2 separate regions of the Anas platyrhynchos genome follow, and region 2 is linked to region 1. Evidence: chromatin contacts called from public Hi-C data. All regions are on one chromosome and are shown on one strand. Each heading gives the region's core, a stretch centred on a gene start, on an enhancer-like site or on the middle of the called end of the contact. The rest is flanking DNA. Distances are from core to core; before and after follow the strand shown. Region 1 has its middle 71 kb from the start of OPA1. Region 2 overlaps LOC140003205.

Region 1 (6,536 bases), core at 2,406-4,905:
CTCGTGGCCTTCCTCGTGTAAGGAAAGTATAATCAGAGATGCACGTATAAATGGATTAACTTACCCAAACCAGTTGATGCTACATGTCACCTATGGTCTTTCTTTGAAAGGGCAGGCGAGTGTGAGATTTTCTCCACATATGCTACAGTACCCTGGCACCACAACAAATGGGAAGTGTATTTGCTGAGCTGCAGAAGACAGGACTGGTGTAAGAGCCATAGGCAGGTACGAATAGAAGGAGCTGGCTGCAAGTGACTGCAGGGGAAGGAGAACAATGCTGAGCAGTAATAGGGAACTAATGGAGCACCTCATTGACAAAATTTGGACAAGATTTCTTCAGTGTTATCACTGGCAACCTTAGTATGGAGGGTGGTCCTTAGGAAATCTGACAGGGAAAATAAATCCAGGGGGTGCTGTTAAGAGGAAAAGGGATTACAATGAGACAGAAGTCATGAGAACCGGATGGTTACAAGGAGTGCAAGACAAAGTTCATAACCATGTATGCAGGGAGCAGCAGAAGGAATTTCTGCAGATACCTGTCACTCGGAAGGAAATAGAAGGATGTTCCTGGGTATATCACTCAGACACAGATGGGCTGTGAACAAAGAAATGGAGATGAGAAGAGACATGACAGCTATCACTCTAGGAAATGAAATAACTTAGAGGCATGTAGTGCAAGAAACCAGAACCCCCATTTATAACCCTGCCGTGAGAATTGAGTCCAGCTGACTTGCTGACTGCAGCCAAATCTCAGCTCATCAGCTGAGCTCCCGAAGGCTGAGCTGCCTGCCCTCATGCTGTGTACAGGGACCAGTTGGGAACCACAGAGGCCCTACACATCTGACATCACCAGTCCCTCTTCTTCCCTGAAACTCCTCAGCTGGGAGAAAGGAGGCAATGCTTGCCACTGTCTGCAGTGCAGGGTTATTCAGAGAGTCCTCAAAGTCACAGGGCAGCACAGGTGTTTGGCTGGGTGCTCCTCTCTGTGCTGAGCATGGACCACAGAGGGGTTAAACAGGGAGGAAGATGCTTTTTATGCCAGTGTCATGACCCAACCTTTAGCATCTGGTAATGCTTTCAATGCTGAAAAGCATTCCAAACACTTGGAAATTGGAGCCTCAGGTGCTGAACTTCTAAATTTAGTATGCAAGAAGCATTTCTAGAAGGCAGTTGGTCCAGCCGCCACAGAGACGCTTTCACTTCATGATTCTTGACAATTTACAGCATTGATCAGCATTAAAACCAAAGCAGGAAGCTTGAAATAGCCCCATAATTATGCTGCAGAGAAGCCTCAGATGACCTTCTATTAACACCTGCTCTGCACTAACTGCTGAGCATCAATTCACACCCAGCTACAAGCCCAGCTTTTATCCATGTTTAACATGCCAGAGCACTCAGAACCCTGCAGCCACTCTGACTGCACATTTGTCCAGCTGCACACCAGTGCAAAAGCATCCTTAATGATGGGGAAGGCTCAACAAACCCTGCTAGAGGGGCGTTTGGGTGGACACCTAGAGGAAAGACCCTGATGTGTGCATCCGAGCTGTGCCTTCATGCAATGACTTGCTCTTGCTGAAGTAAAGACCTCCAGGTCTGGAACTATCCTAACATGCCTGGTGCTGCTCTGCCTGCCCAGCTGGAAAGTAAAGATGCTTTTCCACCAGGGGTCAAGCAAATGACTCTGCATGGCTACAGACACAGCCCTTCTTCCCTCATGGATTTGCACAAAGAAGAGTTTTCAGAGCAGTGACTGCGGGGCAGTCACATGTACAGCCATCCTTCTGGGGATAACAGCACATTCACGGATCCAAAGAGCGTGGCCAAAACCTCCAAAATTTCTGTAGGTCAAGCCAAAGACATACCCATCACCCAAACACATCACAGTCCCACTCAGGTTCTGGTGTCACCCCCCCCCATGTCTATCATTTAAAGGACTGCCAACAGACCCCTGCTGTCCCTTCTTGCCTGTCTGTGTGCCTGCTCGTTCTCCCAGGCTCAGGTCCCCATGTGTCCTCTCTGGGGCCACTTACTCTCACAGACACGCAGGATTCCTCCCTCTGCTCACTCCCCTGGCTCCATGGCACTGGGCCCAGCAGCCAGCTCCTTGCCTGGAGCTCTGGGATCCCTCAGGAAGGAGAATGGAACAAGCAGAAAAAAACTCCCGGAGAAAACTCTGCTGCATGCCTCCTAAGACTTTTTCTCCGTGGACAATGCACAGCTACAGTTCCTAACAGCCAGCAGCCCCATCCGGAATCCTGCCAGATGCTTTTACAGATCAGTATGATCCTAAGACCTTGGTCTCTGTTTCTGCCCTGCCAGATTTACTGGATAACCTCTGCAAAGTGATTCCCTCAGTCCCAATGGTAAGAAATATTTAGAGGCTGATGCTGCGTGTGATAAACAGCACAACCCTTGGCAGCAGTAAGGCAGACCCTTCCCCTCAGCTGTGACCACAGCTTCTCCTTATTAAGCTCTTTACGTCATTAAGTGGCCCCACCGGGAGCAGCAGAAAGCACAACTGGGAACATTAATGAAGATCTACAGCATTACAAGGAAAAGCTCAATGAATCAATGCCTCGTGCCTTATTCCCATGGCTATGACATGTCCCCATTAGTAACAGGAGAGGGTTTGAAACAGGAGAAACCTCCCCTTCTCCTCTTTCCCACTCGACAGGGTTGCACTGCTCAGCAGCGATAGCTGCTTGCAGGCCACAGAGGTGGCTCTGGCTAACTTTGTGCCCTGGTGCACCCCCTGTGTCAGTCCTCACCCAAATGCTGCCCACACCAGCAGCTGGGACGCATGCTGGCTCTGTCACACATCCCTTCTGCCAGCTGGCAGCAGCTGCTTCACTCCCAAAGCAACCATCCCCCTTCTCTAGGGACAGAAGTGAGCCATCACTGGGCACCAGGGCTCAGAAACTCAGCCAGCAAGAGATATGAGGCAGAAAGGGAGGATTAGGAGACTTTAGGCTGCTTTAGGGAAACCCAAAAAACATATATAAGCCATCAGCTTGCACAGATGAGAAGCAGTCTTACCTACTGGAACGAAGATCTGTGGCACGTGTTCAAAGCGTACGAAAGGAACCCGGGTGCACAGCCAGGGGATTAGGAACGGGCTTCACACCTGCACGCATTCACCCACAGCTGGATTCATACAGCGGCCAAATAGCTCCGAGAAGCAGGGGGAGACGGTGAGGGGAGAGGCTGGGGCTGAAGCTTCATGACTGTTGCAGGATGAAGACAAAGACCCACGTCAGGCACAGCCACAAGCAGTGATGCTCTGCAACTGCTGCAGGTATCCCTCCCGCAGGTCCCTGTCCTAGTGCACAGCCCTAGGGACGGGAAACTGCTGAGGAGGTTCCTGCACCAACACCCTGAGGGCAAGGGCTGGTTGTGGGAGCAGACCTACACTTTTCTGCCCTGGGTCACACCTTGGGAACATTTTGATTTCCATCAGCAGGCACAAAAATTGGTGAAAATCAAGGAAACTTGACCAGATTTCCCCCATATTTCATGTACATGCTCAGCAAATAAATCAGTGACCTTCAATTGCTCAGTTGTTAAGTTTTATACTCAGGGTCATGCAGCCACAGGGTGCAGAGGCATACACGTGTACCTATCAATGGCACAGAAACAGCTCCAAGGCTGTCTTGCAGGGAGTTACTGTACACAGGCCCTGGTTTTCCGCTGTTCTTCCTAGCACCTACTCTGAGTAGGGGCAAGGACTACACAAAATAACGATGTGTTTCTTTGCAAGGGATTTCTGTGTAGGGATGAGTTCCCTCTCCAGCAATGACAGTGTGAGAGCTCACGTGTTAATGAAGGACAGCACCAAGTGGGACAGAGCAGTAATAAGGCTTATGCAGAGGGTAGATCAAGGGGGCTGTAGAGCTTTAGGCCTTCTAGTAGGTTTGGCAGCAATCTTTACGGTACACAGCACAGTTCCCATGGCATTGATAATGATTCTTATACCAGTACTAATCAATCCCATCCATAGTTCCCCAAGAGCCTACTCCTTGCAAAAAGGATTACCAGTAACACTTGCCTGCAGCATGGAAGGAACAGATCACAGATCTGAGCTCCCTGTGAATGTATGTTAGGCAGTAACAGCCATCCCCTCCTAGGCCTGTTATGCTTTTGATAGCCAAAAATAAGACGGGGAGTTGGTCTGTGAGGCAGCCTTGTAAGCCTGCCTACACCCCACAGCAAGGTAATAACATACCCGTGAAAGCACCGACCACTTCCACTTCGCCTTTCCTTAGGTTCAAACCACAGCTCCTGTTCTCTCCTAACCTTCTCCCTCAGCAGCCTGTCGGTGCCCCTTAGTTCTCCAGGCTTCTCCTCCGGGCCCCCACAGGTCACCAGCACCACGGAGTCAGCCTTGATATGGGCAGGATGTCACTTGACCCAACATTACTGACACGGTGACCATGTCTATTACTCACAAGAGAGCTTTGCCCAGGTAATCTGCTTGGTGACTTGGGGAGCTCGTCTCGGGGAGTTGGGAGGGGATAGCAGCTAGGGACTGCCGGGTACCACACATTTATCCAAGTGTCTGTGATGGGCATGTCTTGGCCTTGTCACCGGGCAAGTTTAACCCCGGAGATTTAACACATTAGTGAGTGTCAGCCTGACAGTACTTTCCCCTCAAAAGGAAAAGCCCAGAACAAGACAGTGTCAAGCAACCCTTTTCAGCAGCTCCCATGCCAGGAGGGCCACAAATCCCCATAGGAGGAGGCACCATAGCATGGACCTCGTCTGTCTTGGTCTTTGCTGAAAAGCACAATGAAAGAGCCAGTCAGCAACAGCACATGTCAAAATCTGCCTTTAATACCACTACAGTGACCGGCGTTGTTCCAGTGGTCACCCTCTCCTTTCACAAACACCTAGAGAACAAAGTGCGATACTGGGCGCAGGAGCCCAGTTCCAGCTCATGCTGCCTCATTATCTTCTCAGCCTTGTTTAGTCTTTGTCTCCAACGTAGATGGTAAACTCACAGGGGCAGTGACCATGACTTAGTTCACTGAGTGCCAGACAACTGCTGGAGTTCAGTTAATGATGAGACAACTCCCATAGGTCCATTGTCTTAAATGGGAATTTTGGCTAAGCGAAGACTTCAGGGATTTACCCAATAACAAGTCAGTAATTCAGGATGCACTTAAAGACGCATTCAATGTGCCTTTGCAGCAACATCCTTGGGAAGTGAGCATTTGTACTCCAGAGCACAACTGTGAGGAAGTCTAATATTAATTAGGAAGCAAACTCAAGGGCTCTGAATAGGTCCTCATAACAAAGGATCTTTCATTGAATAACTGTAGAGGAGTGCAATGCCAAAGTTTTCAAGCCAAAGTAACAATAAATGAACTGCAATTAATGCCTTTAAGGCCAGTCTGTAAATTCAATCTTAGTTTAAAGAAAATAAGAAACTTCTGAAAACATCTTTTAAAGACTATAAGAGGGGAAAAAAAGAATGAATATAAACTTAAATAAAATACACAGGTTGATTCAACCTGTTTCAGCTGATAAACGGCACGGTACTCGTTCTGTGCCAAAGTGACACTTGACCTCTATATATCTTCTTAATGAAGTCAGCATAGAAAGACACCCAGTGAGCCTTTGTAACAGTGCAAGCAAGTTGCAAGCTGGGCTTCACTAATGGGAGCTGTCACTTGGTTTTTTCCAGGTCACAAACTAAGAAGAGCAATTAAATCAAATTGGAGGCTGCACAGATTGGAGCAAGCCTCAATAGACCAGGTACCTAAATCATTAAAGACATAGTTCTTTTCCATGATAAATTGTGGAGGAGAGTGAAACATGCTGCTGGTCATTAATCTAGGCTAATCAGCTTGAAAGCTGGGTTGTTTTATTTAGTAATTAACTGGTTATTTGAAAAAAATGATACATGGCCTATAGAGCTGCCATCCAGCAGATAATAACGCAGAGCTACAGGGAATCTCTCGAGGGCAATTCATGCCTTTTCAATTATAGCCATTGGCAAACTCTGAAAAATGGCTCTACGTTTGTATTGACACGTAGTAAAGAAACACACTCCAATGAACATAGCAGGCATCTTGTTGCATGCTGGTAATTGCTCTGGCCTACCCCTTACACAAACCTCACTAAAGCAAACAAAACATTTTGGAGGTGTCCTTCTTCTCACCTCGTGGATTTACAGTTAGTGCTTGTCCTGCCCTTCTGCTGGAACTGAGGAAGAAGAGCTCTGATGTGTAGGTGGTTAGGCCTGCAATAGGGTCTCAACTGGCTGAGACCGAATGAAGTCTTATGTAAAGAAACAGAAACCAATTTCCTGGGGAACCTGCTGAGCAGGAACACCAGCCGATCAATCTCTGCTGTCCCACATTTACTGATGGACAAAATACACAGATCTGTCTGTCTGTCTGTCTTTGTGCTGCAGCGAAATCAGAGCAAGAAGGTCTCTTTGCAAGAACGCACTGTAGGAATGGTGCAGTTAGCTTCTAACTGGGAAGAACTAACTGGTCCTACCTGCCCTATCAGTGAAAGGTCAGCATCTCCCA
Region 2 (6,536 bases), core at 2,371-4,870, 63 kb before region 1:
CTCAGCTGGTACCAGCACTTCCTTGGAAACCTTTGTTTAGTAAACATGAAGATAAAAAAAATAAATAACAAGGTTGTGTGTGAGGCTCAGGGCTACGACTGGGGATCCATGCCGCCAAGTCAGGGAAACATCACCGGACTCCAAACATTTCTGGCCTGGGGAGTGTCCTGCGTGCCCCATGGCCGAGGTTGGGTCTCGCTACTCGTTAGCTTTGGTCATTAAATTCCCTGGAAAAACAGCAGTGTGCCTCTTGTGTGCTGTCGCAGGCCTGCATCACCTTTTCCATGCCTGCCTTCCCAAGGTGTGCTGAGCTCCAGGCTGCGGGGGCTCACGCGCTCTCCTCCAGTGCCCCCCTTCCTCGCTTATGGTTCCAAGCAGTTTTCACCACATTTAGCATCTCAAGGACCCCGTTCTGTCTAAGTGATAAATTCCCATCCTGTGTACATCCTTTTTTCCTATTTAAAGGCTGTTGACTCTTTGGCTTTAAGCACGTGTGTGTATTTATTGGGTTGCTAGCTAAAACAACCGGGTCGTGCCTTGCTGCCGCTCAGCTCTCAGTTTGATTAAGACGGTGGAGCCTCTGTGAGTTTCACTGAAAAACTTCAGTTCCTCCACCAAACGAGGCCATCTTGACTTGCAGGTGGTTAAATCACCTCTTGACCTTCTCCTTTTGCCTCTCATCACCAGCCTGGCTGTGCCAGCTCCTTCCTGCAGCCTCTCCCCGTGGTGCCCCATCCTGCTCCAGGTGCTCGTTTTGGCACGGGATGTCCTTGCACCCTCCTTGCTCCCTGCCCTGCCCCGGATGGCTTGACTCAAGGCTGTGTCCCGAGGAGCCTCCTACATCTTCCTCTGAGCCCTGACCTTCCTGCAGGGCTCCTGGGCCAACCCGGCACATTTTGGGGAGCCGCACGCTCCGGCTGTGACCCCGCACCAAGTGAGGTGTCCTGGGGTGAGGCGGGGACATGGGGGCAGCCCCTCTGCCTGTCTCCAGCCACCTGGGCGACCAAGCCAAGGCTCCCAACACCTCACACGTGGGTGTCCCTGTGCCTCCCCATCCCCGTCCCCACCTCTCCCCAGCTCCCGTGGAAGCTGGCCCTGCTCCAAGGCTCACGCAGGGCGGCAGCGGGGCGGCAGGAGGAGGAAAGCACGGAGCAATCCATAACCTTTGTAGCGCTCCCCAGAGCAGCTGTCTGGCAAATGTCAAGCACTGTCTAGGGCTATTTTGGGCACTTTATTTTTGTAAAGGATGCTTTGGGGTGGGGGAAGGGCACAGAGAGCTTTTTCCCGTTGCCAGTGCCTCAGAGAATAAAACCCCTAGGGAGGAAGGTTCAAGGACACTCCTTGGTCATGCGCACAAAACCACGGTTTGGAGAGTCCCTGGAGGCTCTGGGTGGGACGAACAGGACACACCAGAGATGGGCCTCAGCTCATCTCATGACCAGAGACCTCCAGAAGGAGCCCATGGAGCAGGGGTGGTGACATGGGGGTGGCTCCTGCCATGGACATGACCTCAGTGAGCACCGTCACCGCAGGGGGACCAGCCCTCGTGCTGCCCAGCTCCCCAGGAGGGCTCTGGGTGACAACCCCCCTCCCTCAGCTCTTTTAGAGGACGCCAGGCACTCCAGTGTCTGATTTTTGGTGTGTCACTGTGTCACGGCGACCCCAGGGGAAGGCTCAGGCCCCTGGAGGCGTGCATCCTCTGGAGAGCTGGCAGAGCTGCTGCGTGGCTGAAAGTCAGATGGCAAAGCAGCTCCCCAGCTGAAGCCTGGCCAGATGAGTAACGCAGCCACCGAGTGGCCCTCTGAGGGCTCTCCCAGCCCCGTACAGCCAAAGCTCTGGATGTTTTCCTCAGCTATCCCAGGGACCCAATCTGCCCAGCCCCAAGGAGCCGTCAGACTCCGCTGCTTTCAGCAGAGCCAAGACCCAGAGCCAAGGCATTGCACAAGGAGGAGCAGAGCATCTAGAGGTCCTCGTGTGAAAGACTGCACAGAGCGCAGCTGGAACACCCGACACCAAAACGTCCCTGCTGAAAGGAGCGGGTGTTCTTCCAAGAGCTGAAACCGTTGCGGAGAGTCGCTGTGTTTGTCTCTGAAAGCTCTTCTGGGGAGCCCATAAAATAAAGCAGCTCTCATCTGCAGTAGCTGGAGGGTTCCGTCCCCCCACAACACGCCCCTATCAGAGGCACACGGAGTATGGCCGTAGGAGAAACAGCCCCTCAGCATTTTAAAATGTTGCATAAAAACGTCAATATTAAAAAATGCTGTACAGGGCTGGCAGGTGTGTGGCTTTGAGCAGTACGGGGACCAAGGGCACCCCTAGGAAAACTCTGCGTGAACAACCCAGCAGCACACACTGGGCAGCTGGAAGCGAGTGCAGGGATGAGCAGCATCTGATGTGGGTTTGTCAAGAACCAACACGCCAGGGCGGCCCCATTTCCACCTCCAGTGTGGTACGGTGGGGATGGGTGTCCCCGGGGGCTCTGCCCGTGCCCTGCCAGCGGGCAGGGGGTGCAGGCAGGGGGTCCCGGGATGGCCATGGAGCCGCGGGTGACGGCGCTGAGGGAGCTGCTCTCAATGGCTCGCTTGTGGGGAAGCCGCTGCCGAGCGCTCCCGGCGTGGCGGAACAGAGAGCGCATTTATCCCGGCTGCGGGGCTGCGGACAGAAAAGGGATTGTGGCAGGCTGGGGGATCGGGGTGAAACGCCGCGAGGAGTGCTGGGGGAGAGCGGGGACGGCGTGCCGATGGGTGTCCCTGCCAGAGGTGGACGTGGCTGGCCAACCCCCGGTGACAGCCCCCCACGGGTGGCCACCACAAGTCACTGTGCAAAATGACAGAAAAGCCCACGCGTGCCCCCAGCCCCTGCCTGCAGTGGGAGCAGGGTGCTGGGGAGCCAGGCGCCCCGGGGCAGCCACCAACACGCAGGGATGGCTTCCACCCCCAGCAACTGCAAACAGAAATGGAAAATTGTCTCTGTCAGCCTGCGGAACGAGCGTGCAAACAACCCCCCAGATCCTGTTTTTTCCGTGCTCCCAGAAGAATGTAAACTTTTTTAAACAAAACCCAAACTTTTCTAGCAAAGCGAAAAAAAAATAATAGAAGAAAACAGAAAGCAGCCCAAGCTACTAATTTGTGGCAAAGCCCAACAATCCTCAAACTCCACAGCAGCGCAGCCCTGGGGGAGGCTCGGAGACCTGCTGCTGCTGCTGCTTTTGGCCTCCTGTTGGGATGTAGGCCCCTTCTCGCCGCCTGGAGAAGGACGTGGCCACATCCTGCCCCGCCGGGGCCCTGTGGGGCTGGGGTGGGAGCACAGGGAGCAGCCCCCAGCTCAGCCGGGGCCCCAAGGCCATGCGGCGTCCCCGCGCCGCGGCGGGGGATGAAAGGAGGCCTGGGCGGCTGGCGTGCGACCGCGCGTCCCCCGGGAGCGGCCGGCAGCGCGTGCGTCCGTGAGCGGCTGCTGGCCGTGCGCCACGCTCCCCTGCGCTTATTTACGGCGGTTTATCAGGGGCTGCGGGCTGCGATAAAAGTTTATGAAAATAAAAGGCGTCTCCAGCAGGCTGCGGCGAGAGCGGGCCCGGCCGTTTCTTTCCCACACTGATTAGGATCTGGGCAGGCTCCCCGCGCTCCAGATCTCCCGATGAAAGCAGCGGGGCCGGCGGCGCTTCCCTTCCCGGCCCCCGCTCAGGGCCAGAGGCAGCGAGAGGTCAGCGGGCTGCACACCACGCAGCGGGCGCCTGGCCTGGCACGCCGCACGCCACGCACCGGGCTCCGTGCCACGCTCAGCCAGCGGCGTGCAACACGCCCAGCGTGCCAGGCAGCGGGCGGCACACCAGGCACCGCGCACACCCTGCACCGTGCCACGCGGACCACATCGCGGGCAGCGTGTGCCAACACAAGCCCCCACCTTCCCCAAGCAGGAGGTGGGTCAGGAGCTGCAGCCCTTTCCCTCTGAAGGGGCACACACACATGGGGCAGAGCCAGGATGGGGACAGGGCTGTCCCCTGCGGGGGTGGCGGGTCCCTGCCCCATCCTCACGCCGCCCTCCCCAGCCCCGGGACGCCGGGCGCGTTTCCGCCGATTGTTCGCTGGCGGCAGGGCCACGGCTTCCTCCCGGTCACGAGCCCGGCCGTCACCCTGCGCTTCCAGGGCAGGTGGGCTCCGGGGAACAAAGCCAGAACTCACCAGGCTGCCTTTACTGGGGGGGGACGGACAGAAGCCCTCAGGCACCGAGGGACAGAAACCAGGCGGCGTTACAGGCTGGAAAATGGGAGTCAGCTCCAGCAGCCAGCGGGGATAATAGGAATTTTGGCAACGACAGCAAGAGGAGAAGGATCAGTCCCCCCAGTGCTGCTGGGCTTGGAAACGTTCGGTTAAGTGTGGGTTTTGTGGGGGCGGTTTTATTGCCCCTGTTACCTCCAGCACGCTCAGGGAGAGGTGCTGGGAACCAAAACCCTCCCCAGCCGCTGCAGACGAAACCTCAAACCACACGGAGCACACTCAGCCTGGGCTCTGCTCAGCAGCTCGAAGCACCGACCGGTTCCTGGGGGGATCCTGCAGTCCCCGAAGGGATTTGGGTTTCGGCAGGGCTCGCAGCCCTGCTGGCAGCACCGGGGCACTCGGCCATCCTCGTGGGGCCGCGATCGATGGGGCGCTGGCAGCGCACCAAAAGTGAATTCAGTCACTTACAGTAAAATCAAAGGGGGCAGAACAATGAGCACGAAGCAAGGTTAAAGCACCTTGTTACAGGAACAAATTGTTCAGCTGGCAGCAAAATAATGGGATTTATGGCCCCGCAGGTTTAGAGCCAGATTACTCGTGGTGATGTTTGAGGAGCTCGGCGTTGCCAGCTCCTCCCGTGGAGGTGTAGGGTCGGACCTTCCACATGCAGGGGCTCAATCCTGCCCCTGCCATTGTGGAGGCCGAGGTATAACCCAAAGCCCTGAAAGCCCAAGAGCTGTTGCAGCTTTTCCCATCCCTTTCCCACCAAACCCCTGTTGGTTTGTGCACCTCGCACCTGCCCCGGGACACAGCAGGACCCCCCCTGCCCCTCCACGCCCCGCAGCTCTGTCAGAGCACGGCGTGGCCGGGCTTGTTTTGGAAATGAGTTGTGAGGCACTTCATTGCCATGGAGACTTGTTTTGTGGACAAATAAATATTTGGTGCTCTTTCCCCTTGCCTCGACAGTCCATCCCCTCTCCCCCTGCATCCTGGTGGCGTGTTTATACTGCAGGGTCCCTGCTCCTTCAGCCTCGCTCATCCTTCTCGCTCATCCTGCCCGTGCAGCACATCCGCTCTCTCCGCATCCTTCATCCCTGCCTCCTCCTCCTCCCTTCCTCTCCCCTTCCCTGTGCCTGTTTGTTGGGTGTCCCAGAGCAGGACGCTCAGTTACCTCCTCCACTCCTTCCAGCAGCAGTTGATGAGCTTAATTGGGCCAAAATTGCTCCTTGCCCCCTCTAAACACGCAGATAACCAAACATTTGGCCCACACTTTTCCCCCTGTACCTGCCCGTGTCCCTGCAGGGACGGGGACCCGCGTGCCACCCGGCTCCAGCAGCATCCCCTGCACAGCGGCAGGGCTCTGCTCCTCCTGGACAGGGAGCTGCCTGTCTGGGGAGAAAGGAGGCCATTAAAAAAAAAATAAAATAAAAGCATATTTTGCCCTGAGGAGCAGCAGTGACGGGGAAGAGGGGAGGCATTTGTGGGCTTAGCCACGCGTGGCACAGGGTGATGCCGCGGGGACAGCGTGCTGCCACCTCCTGCCAGCACAAAGGGCCTTTCTGTGGGCAGCATCGCGTCCTTGTGGGGACACAAAGTCCCTTCTGAGCCCCTCCACGTGCCAGTGCCCCAAACTTTCTGGTTTTATTAAGAAGCAGGGGAAGGGGAGGCAGGACACAAACGAGTCTCCTTCATTAATAAATCCTCACAGCTGTGGAAAGTTTGAGGCAGCGAGAGCACCCAGACAGAAAATTAAAAAACTAATAAAGTCCTCAGTGTGGGGGCACTGGCATCAGGTCAGCTTTACTTCTCGAGACACCTAATAAAGAGGCATTCCAGGACACTAACTCATAAGGGAAATCTGCATGGGGTCAAGGGGAAGAGTGGAAAACTAACCATGGTAACTCCAGCATGCTGGAAAAGCAGCAGAAAGCCAGCAAGGAGCTGGGGCAGGCTGTTCCCCCCCTATATCCCCAGCAGTTGTTGGGGGCTGAGTTGCTGGAGGGAGCCCCTGTGATGGCCTGGGGGGAAGGATGCTAGGGGACAGCTTGCCCCTGGGGACAAACCAGGCTGCCAGGGGAAAGCCAGGTTGGGATATGCCTGGGTTGTGCACTGATGGCAGCATTTTGGGGTAAGGGTTAACCAGGGCAGCATCCTACCTGGGGGTGCCTTGATGGGAGTCGCTGTATTTGGCCTGTCCAAGAGCTGCCTGGGGACCTCAGCGCCTTTAAAAGAAAAATAAAAGTTAATTCCTGCCTTCTTGCTGTTGTTTTGATTTATAGCTTTGAAAAATGCGTCACGCTGCAACACAAGGCTAAATCAGCC

Evidence for each region. Hi-C and Micro-C count contacts between places; a contact is called where the count stands out from the background.
Region 2: a Hi-C map of small yellow follicle shows a contact between it and region 1, with 2.1 times the contacts expected there. The contact joins two enhancer-like sites. A contact is called at or near these places in 2 of 8 Hi-C or Micro-C datasets (skeletal muscle and small yellow follicle).

Annotation. Positions count from the first base shown.
Region 1 is chr9:12,497,145-12,503,680 of IASCAAS_PekinDuck_T2T, reverse strand. No RefSeq gene overlaps it. Among named protein-coding and RNA genes, the nearest start is that of OPA1, 71 kb to the right of the region's middle. Within about 2 kb of position 3,655, at least 4 of the 8 cell types and tissues checked have an H3K27ac peak or open chromatin away from gene starts, as enhancers often do. A contact at or near this core is called in small yellow follicle, where this site is marked.
Region 2 is chr9:12,560,110-12,566,645 of IASCAAS_PekinDuck_T2T, reverse strand. It overlaps LOC140003205, which reads right to left. Exons shown (of 6, transcript XM_072042541.1): 4 at 6,371-6,436; 5 at 5,499-5,599. Among named protein-coding and RNA genes, the nearest start is that of HES1, 27 kb to the left of the region's middle. Within about 2 kb of position 3,620, at least 4 of the 8 cell types and tissues checked have an H3K27ac peak or open chromatin away from gene starts, as enhancers often do. A contact at or near this core is called in small yellow follicle, where this site is marked.